Regions from separate parts of the Oryctolagus cuniculus genome. Here region 1 is linked to region 2. Evidence: chromatin contacts called from public Micro-C data. All regions are on one chromosome and are shown on one strand. The core of a region is the stretch at or near the end of the contact, and the rest is flanking DNA. Distances in the headings are between cores, read along the strand shown. Region 1 holds the start of TSG101 (tumor susceptibility 101). Region 2 overlaps PTPN5 (protein tyrosine phosphatase non-receptor type 5).

Region 1 (4,652 bases), core at 1,976-4,475, 180 kb after region 2:
ACAATCTAGTATAGGAGGTATGGTAATCACATCTCACAAGTAAATGTACAATTGAAAATTAATAAGAGCTGTCAAGAAGTCCAAGTTTTGTTTTTTTTTTTAATTTATTTATTTGAAAGGCAGAATGACAGAGGAGAGAGAGAGCGAGCGAGATCTTCCATCTGCTGGTTCATTTCCCAGATGCCTGCAATAGCCATGGCTGGGCCAGGCTGAAGCCAGGAGCCAGGAACTCTATGTGGTTCTCCTATACGAGTGGCAGGAACCCAGTACTTCAGCCCGCATCTGCTCCCACACAGGTGCATTAGCAGGAATGGGCTGCTGGTGCAGAGTAGCTGGGACTCAAACTAGCGGTCTGATATGGGTTATGGGCGTCCTGAGAGGCGGCTTCAACCGCTGCATCGCATGCGCACCTGACTGCAAGGTGTTTTGAAAGCGTGTGATAGGTGAATGCAAACCTGGTCAAGAAGGTAAGAGACAGGTGGTTTATAAGGGCAGACACATCCTAGGTAGAGAAGAAATATTCAATCTAATGCTGACCTAGTATAAAAATGCATACAGTAGGGGGCCGGCACTGTGGCTCAGCGGGTTAACGCCCTGGCCTAAAGCGCTGGCATCCCATATGGATGATGGTTCTATTCCTGACTGCTCCTCTTCTGATCCAGCTCTATGCTATGGCCTGGGAAAGCAGTAGAAGATGGCCCAGCTGCTTGGGCCTCTGCTCCCACATGGGAGACCTGGAAGAAGCTCCTGGCTCCTGGCTTCGGATCAGCGCAGCTCCGGCAGTTGTGGCCATTTCGGGAGTGAACCAGTAGATGGACGAACTCTCTCTCTGTCTCTACCTCTCTCTGTAACTCTGCCTGTCAAATAAAAAAAAATAAATCCTTAAAAAAATGCATACAGTGATGAACTTCAGCCGTAGAGAGGTGAAATTCAATACTCCATGTTTAGAAAAACATTTAGTATACTTGGAAAGATTCACACCAAAGTTAGCTGAAGAAAAACCTTGGACATTTCAATACACAGGTTATTTTGGTGTTGCTGTAATAAAACTTCTGTTTGAAACAGCAAAGTGTAACTGAAAGAACCATTTCTTGCATTTTTTTAAAGATTTTTATTTATTTATTTGACAGGTAGAGTTATAGACAATGAGAGAGACAGAGAGAAAGGTCTTCCTTCTGTTGGTTCACTCCCCAAATGGCTGCTACTGCCGGAGCCACGCTGATCCAAAGTCAGGAGCCAGGAGACAGGAGCCAGGTGCCAGGTGCCTTCTCCTGGTCTCCCATGCTGGTGCAGGAGCCCAAGCAATTGGGCCATCCTCCACTGCCTTCCGAGGCCACAGCAGAGAGCTGAACTGGAAGAGGAGCAACTGGCACTAGAACCCAGAGCTCATGAGCTGCAGGTGGAGGATTAACCAAGTGAGCCACGGCACCGGCCCCCCAACTTGCATTTTTTAAAACTACTTTCTAGTATCCGATATGCAAGTATTTCTTGATCAGTAACCCAACTACAAAATATTGTAGTATAACAGATGAATTACTAAGAATTTACTGTTAATTATAAAAGGAACATGTAAATACACTTACTGAACACTTACTGTTATTCCAGGTGCTGTGTTAGAATCTGAATATCCAAAGATGAATAGCAGTCCCTACCTCCTTACCCTCCATAAGGTCATACTATAGAAATAATTTTCTTTATGATATTTCTCGAGTGTTAAGTATTAGCAATCATGTTGTCAGTCCCATGTTATAAGAAACTGTACTATCACCATCACCACCACCTCACTATGGTTTGGTGATAATTTGACATTGATAATGCTTTTATTAACTTTAACTTCTTCATTTTTCTAAAATGATGCAGTGCCTCTTGTTATGATTTTTAATGGGGCTTGGATTAAAATGCTTTTTTATATTGTAGCAGAGTATATATATTTTCTTTTTCAATATACATGTGTGTCCTTACCTATCAAGAATAATGAATAAAATAAACTTTGATTTTAAAATCACCAGATGATGCCTGATTTATTAAGAGAAAATTTTATTCAGATTAAGCAGAAATTTCTTTTCATACAGTTCATACAGCACTCAGGACGTTCTGCATTTCAAACATCATTTTCAAACTTTTAAAAACAATACATTCCCTGGTGCTCCTCCAATTCGTAAGAGTGGAATTGCTCTTGTTGAGGGTTTTCCTGAGTAAGCTGTGGCTTTAAGACCAGTTTGAAATCATGCCTTTAAAGTAACAAAACAGCAGATGCAATGGAAGGATAGACTGACCCATAGTTTGCTTTGACCGGAGCTGTAGGCTTAACCAACAGAGTTTTCCAAAATGTATCCATTGGGACAGTGTGTTTTGGCAGGAGTTTATGGTGATGCTTCCACGTGTTTTCAATCAGGTTCTCTTAGTGGACCTTCCAAGGGGATCAATACCACAGCCTTATTCTCGTTAGTGCTCTACTAAAATCGTGCAAACTATCATACTTCACGCCATCAAACCCAAGATCTACTACGACAGTGTGCTTAAAAAACTGGCAGTGGTGTGGGGTAATAATACGAGTCACTATGATGAAGTTTTATGGGAAGTAGCAGTTAAGATCGAATACCTGCTCTTGCACTGTACAAGGCGACGAGGATCTGAAGATAATCCCGCCCTCAAGGTCTCGGTGGACAGGCTAGTAGTACAAAACACACGCAAGGTAGCTACGTTATCGTTTATGTCTGGGGAGGAAAGTGTCCTGCAGAAGAAATCGCTTTGTTCCTGAGAAAGAACAACGCTACACTTTGCCTTTGTGGGTGCAGTATGAAGGACTTTAGGGTGGGAGAGGGGAGTCGCCTGATAATCAGAGAAACCGCGGGCATCACCTAATGCAAACCTCTCAGAGTTGGAGAAAATGTAAGCCCGAGCTCGTAGTGCGCTTATTTACTACAATCACCGGGGCAAGTTCCACTTGATGAGTCAGTCGTTAGGGCTCATTCGCATGCCGCTGGTGCCTCTTGTCCGCCCTGCACCTGTTTCCTTAAGTCTAAGGGCGACTGTGAAATACCCACCACTCTCATCCCGGCCCCAGATTCCACCCTCGGAACAGGCTGGCTCTCATCTCTGGGATCCGGCTCTAGGACGCTGTGGGTCGGCTGGTCGGAAGCCGCCGGCCCAGGGGCCGCGAGTCCGCAGGGCGTTCACCCTCCGCAGGACCGCGGCCACCCTTCTCCGCAGGACGGCGGCCTCGGAAGTGACGTGAGGGAAGCGGAAGTGCCTGGTGGTGCTGACTTCCTGTTATTAGAGGCGCGGGTAGGGGGCTGGCCGCTCGGTTTGCGATTGTCTGGGGCAACCTGGGGCAGCCCCGGAGCGGCTGACCCTCTGCCTGCAGGGACGGGAGTCGCGCAGTGGCCGTCATGGCGGTGTCGGAGAGCCAGCTCAAGAAAATGGTGTCCAAGGTGAGGTCGCGACGCCGCGCTCGCCGTCCCGCGCGCACCCACTACTCCCTTCCGCGCCCGGTCCGGACCCAACCGGTCCGGCCCAGCCAGCCTCCCGAGCGGGCCGGAAGCCCCAGCGCAGCCCTCCGCCGCCCCCACGGCCCGGCGCCCCGAGCTGTCGCCTCGGAGTGCCCGCTCCCGAGCCAGGGAAGGTTGGGGAGGGGCGGGGGGCGCGGCGACAGTCAACAAAGGCGGGGAGCGAGGCTGCCTGCCACCTGCCGCCCGCCCTTGTCTGTCCGGGAGAGTTTGGAGCTGACTGTGGGGCACTGTAGTTTTCGTGCTAGCGTTTACACACACACACACTCGGGGCGGAGGAGGGGAGAGTCGTACCTGTCCCGGCGCGGGGGTCTGACGGCCTCAGCCCCTCCGTAGTGGCCCCTAGAGATTGTGGCCTTTTCCGTCGTGCAGTGCCCACGCGGCTCAGCACAGAATCGCGGGCTGCATCGGCTGCGTTAAAGCTGCACGGGAGCCAGGGGAGCCGTCCCGCCTCGCCCCAGGTGAAATCAATAGAATCCCATCGCCGCGTCGGGAGTTGGCTAGCAGCGACTGCTGTTGGTCGTATGCCTCTTAGGGTGCGGGTTTGTTAACTTTGAGCTTAATTCACGGCCTTCACAACTCAAGAGCGGTGTCATTGTTTGTTACGAAGCAGTTAGGCGTCTTATAGTTTAAAGCTGTGATTTATTTTGCTGAGCCTTTCTAATGGGTCACCGGATGCCCGTATAACATAATTGACCAGAGGTGAATGGAAGACGTACGTACTCATAAAGTGGTTGAGAGTTGATTTTTCTTTTAAAAGGGTTAGCTTTAGATACACGGTCAAAGCAAGAATGATAGAAATAGTTTGTTTCAGCAGGTTTCAACTTCTAGTGAAACGTACTTAAATAAAAAAACGTACTTAAATAAAAAAGCCATTTTCTGGTAAAAATCGTCCTCCTCTTGACTGAAGACCAGGTAACCTCCAAAGAGACACCGACAGTTTTTCTAAACTCATGTGGTTAGGTTGTCTGAACCTATCTGTGGGACCTCTTGATTTTCTTTGGTAGAGTAGTTATCGTTAATTATAGAGCAGGTTTTGGGGGAATTAGAGAAGATTGTGACTCAGGTAAAGGTCTCTGTTGTAACAGTTATATATTACTTCACGAAAAACAGTATTTTGTATACCAAAATAAACTTTTAATT
Region 2 (4,345 bases), core at 991-3,490:
GGGGCCACGTCCCACATCCAGGCTCTCTGGCTCGGTGATGTGGACTTGGCAATGACCACCACCTGTGCAAGCCCCCCTGTGCCCGCTAGAAGCGCCTTCGATCCAGAGAAGGGATCAGACTCTGTGCCAAAGTGAGCCCAGGCCCCAGAGCTGCAGGCCCCCAGCTAGCTTCCCTGCCCACCCCGCACCCGGTCCCAGAACAGACAACTACAGGGAGGCTGGCTGGAGCTGGAACAAAGCAGAGTCTACCCCGGGAAGAACAGGATGTTACGGGAATCTGTCACTCGGGGAACTGACGTGAATAGACTGGGGAGAGAGGGCCCCTGTGCACACGCATCTGTCGTCTCGTCTCAGCCGGTCAGCGACAGCGCATCCGCACTCTGCAGCTGCCACCTGCTGTTGGGGATCTCTACCGAAGGTCACCCCTTTCCTGCCGTAGCTTTCTCTTCCCCAGAACGTGGGGTGCAAGGAGTGCAGCACAGCTGAAGGGGCACGGGCACACAACAGGGCCTCTCCCACTGCCTCCTTACCCGAGGCCGCGCCTGTCCTGTCCAAATGGACCCCAAGAGGGGTCCTTGTTTAATGGCCAGGGGGAAGGAAGAATTGCCTGGGTCCCAGAAGAGGGGTGGGGCCCTGGAGTGGGCCGTGCCCAGGTCCCTGCCTCACCTGGCTCCCTCCCCCACCCCAGACCCTCACAGCAGAGTGTGTCTGAGCTCGCCAGATCCCGAGGATCCTCTGAGTTCCTACATCAATGCCAACTACATCCGGGTACGTAGCCCCATCCCGACGGCCAAACCAGTGTGGCTGCTGCCAGCCCCGGGACAAGCCCCAGTGTGGGGACTGGGCCCTGGGAGTGCTGCCTCCAAGCCTGACAACCTGGGCTCGGCTGGCCACAGGGCTACGGCGGCGAGGAGAAGGTGTACATCGCCACGCAGGGCCCCATCGTGAGCACGGTGGCCGACTTCTGGCGCATGGTGTGGCAGGAGCACGCGCCCATCATCGTCATGATCACCAACATCGAGGAGATGAACGAGGTAGGGACCCCGGGCTGTGACCAAGTGCTCGCTGCTTTGTGTCCTGTCCCAAGCATCAGGATCCCACGTGAATCCTAGGACTGGCCTGTGAGGCTGGCGGGGCTCACAGCAGCCAGAGCTGGACCATGTGGTCGCTGGTGGAGCCTGGAGCCAGCCTCTCCACCGCCGGTGCCCGTGATGCTCAGCTGCTTCCCAGCCGGCCAGGACCAACACTGGCTGTACCCGTGACAGCCGGGTTCATTGACTCCCCATAGAAGTCCTTAAGAATGAGGACAGTTTCCAACTGCCGGATACATACGCCGAGCCATAGAGTTCATGTTCTTATAGATTGTGGAGCTCGGGACCTGTTGTGTTTTTATGCCCCCTGCTGGCCCTGGAGGGGCATTGAGGAGGGATGGGGGTGTGGCAGGGGATGGGGCAGAGGGCGGGTCGCAGCCTGATCTGGGCCCCTGCAGAAATGCACCGAGTACTGGCCGGAGGAGCAGGTGGTGCACGATGGCGTAGAGATCACCGTGCACAGGGTCATCCACACTGAGGATTACCGGCTGCGACTCATCTCCCTCAAGGTGAGCTCTGGGGCCGGGCTGGGTGGATGGAAGCGAGGGGCACCACTGGGGACTCCACTGAGAACAGGGTGCAGCCGTCCACTGCAGCGGAAACAAAGGCCTTTGTCAGGATTTACTGATAAGTAGAGGCGAAGGAGGCGCAGATGGACTTGGGGGCCAGGCAGGACCAAACCAAACCTCAGCTGCTTTTCCTAGAGCTCAGCTACATTCGTTGCTGATGGACTCTCTCTATGTAAACTGCCATTTACAATGCCCGCTGGCCCGAGGCCGGGAAGGGGTGGATGGGGGGACTTCTGCAGCCTCCTGCACGGTCCTCATGAGTGAGGGCTCCTTAACGACTTGGAGATCTGCCCTAGAAACGGTCCCTTCAAGACCTGGGCTGGGCTGGGCTCCTGGCTGTAGTGCCGGCCCTGTCCACCAGAGGGCAGACGCTCCCTGCTGCTGCGGCGCTGCACAGAGGCTGTGGTTACAGAAAATGGCAAGAAAAGGGAAGGCAGCAACATATGAGCAGTGCAGAACAGCCCGGAAGAGTGAGCGGAGGGATCCTCCCACCCTGAAGTGGTGCCTCTTCCAGGATCGCATAACAGGAGACTGTTCCTTTCGAATCGGGGGGGATTCGTGGGTTCCGTGTTTGCGAAGTGGAGGGATCTGCGTTGGGGAAGGAGGAGCTCCCCGTAACAGTCCTGAAGGTGGGAGGGAGCGAGGCGGCGCCGGGAGCGGACCCTGTGAGCCCGAGGACACAGCACGGAGCACGGAGCCCGCCTCGGGAAAGGCGCTCCAGCCCGGGACGACGACTCCAATAGGCTGCCTGCCCCCCCACACACACACACCCCACACACACCCCACACACACACACGCCACACACATCACACACATACTCCACACACACACACCACACACACATGCAACACACACACACACCCCACAGACACCACACTCTACACACACACACACACCCACACATATACCCCACGCACACACACACACACACACCCCACACACGACACACACCACACACATATACACGCCACACATATCACACCACACACACGCCACACACACACCACATACATGCCACACACACGCTACACATACCCCAGACACCACACCACACACACACACGCCACACACATCACACACATACACACCCCACACACACACCACACACACATACTCCACACACACACACCACACACACATGCAACACACACACACCCCACAGACACCACACTCTACACACAAACACACCCCCACACATATACCCCACGCACACCCACACACACACACCCCACCCCCCCACACACGCGACACACACCACACACATATACACGCCACACACATCACACCACACACATACACGCCACACACACGCCACACACACACATACACACACCACACACACCACATACATGCCACACACACGCTACACATACCCCAGACACCACACCACACACACGCCACACACACCACACACCCAACACATGACACAGCCACATATCACACACACCCCCCACACACACACACCACACACACATACTCCACACACCACACACACACACCACACACACATGCAACACACACACCCACACATACACACACACCACGCCCCCACACACACACACGTGCACGCCACACACATGCGCCACACACATACACACCCCACACACACAAACCACACATGCCACACACCCCCACACATGCCACACACACACCACACGCCACACACATACACACCACACACATACACACCACACACATGCCACACACATACACACCACATACACCACACATGCCACACACCACACACATACACACCACACACGCGCCACACACATGCCACACACATGCCAGACACCACACCCTACACATACACACCCCCACACACACCACACACACACCAGACACCACACACACACCACACACATATACTCCACACACACCACACTCACCCCCACCACACACACACACGCCACACACACACACATACACCACACACACCACATACGTGCCACACACACGCCACACATACCCCAGACACACCACACACACACCACACACCCACACCCCACACACATACACACACACCACACACACCCCACACACCACACATCCACACATCCACATACACCCCACACACACCCCACACACCACACATCCACACATCCACATACACCCCACACACACACCACACACCCACACACACCAGACACCACACCCCACACACACACACACACATATACCCCCACACACTACACACACCTCACACACACACCCCACACACACACACACGCCACACACCACATGCACATACACACATGCCACATACACACCACACACATGCCACACACGCCACACACACACCCCACACACACACCACATACACACCACACACACAACACGCATATACCACACACATACTACACACACACATACCACATACATATATCACACACACGTACACCCCACACACACACCCCACACAAACCACACACACCCACACACAACCACATCCCACACATCTCACACACACACCCCACACATTCCACATCCCACAGACACACCCCACAAACACATACACACCCCACCACACACACACACGCACACCGGCTCCGGTGCTAGGGGCACCTGGGCAGCTCTGGGATGCAGGACTGGCTTCAGGGCAGGGAGGGCCAGGAGGTGCAGAGCAGGGCCTGTGATAACTGTCCCAAGGACCTGAGGGACCCAACGGCCTCCTGGACAGAAATT

What was found. A called contact is a pair of places that touch in the nucleus more often than the background predicts.
Region 1: a contact with region 2 is called in a Micro-C map of ear pinna, with 5 times the contacts expected there. The contact joins the promoter of TSG101 here to the enhancer-like site in region 2. A contact is called at or near these places in 3 of 6 Hi-C or Micro-C datasets (ear pinna, psoas muscle and an unstated tissue).

The regions. Positions count from the first base shown.
Region 1 is chr1:47,893,563-47,898,214 of mOryCun1.1, forward strand. TSG101 (tumor susceptibility 101) reads left to right here and starts at 3,226. Exons shown (of 10, transcript XM_002721366.5): 1 at 3,226-3,434. The coding sequence starts at 3,393. It overlaps LOC103352454 (a long non-coding RNA gene), which reads right to left and starts at 3,234. Exons shown (of 3, transcript XR_519919.4): 1 at 3,048-3,234; 2 at 2,603-2,671; 3 at 443-455.
Region 2 is chr1:47,716,016-47,720,360 of mOryCun1.1, forward strand. It overlaps PTPN5 (protein tyrosine phosphatase non-receptor type 5), which reads left to right. Exons shown (of 12, transcript XM_070072575.1): 7 at 689-768; 8 at 897-1,034; 9 at 1,490-1,600. Among named protein-coding and RNA genes, the nearest start is that of IGSF22, 7.5 kb to the right of the region's middle. Within about 2 kb of position 2,241, at least 6 of the 8 cell types and tissues checked have an H3K27ac peak or open chromatin away from gene starts, as enhancers often do. A contact at or near this core is called in ear pinna, where this site is marked.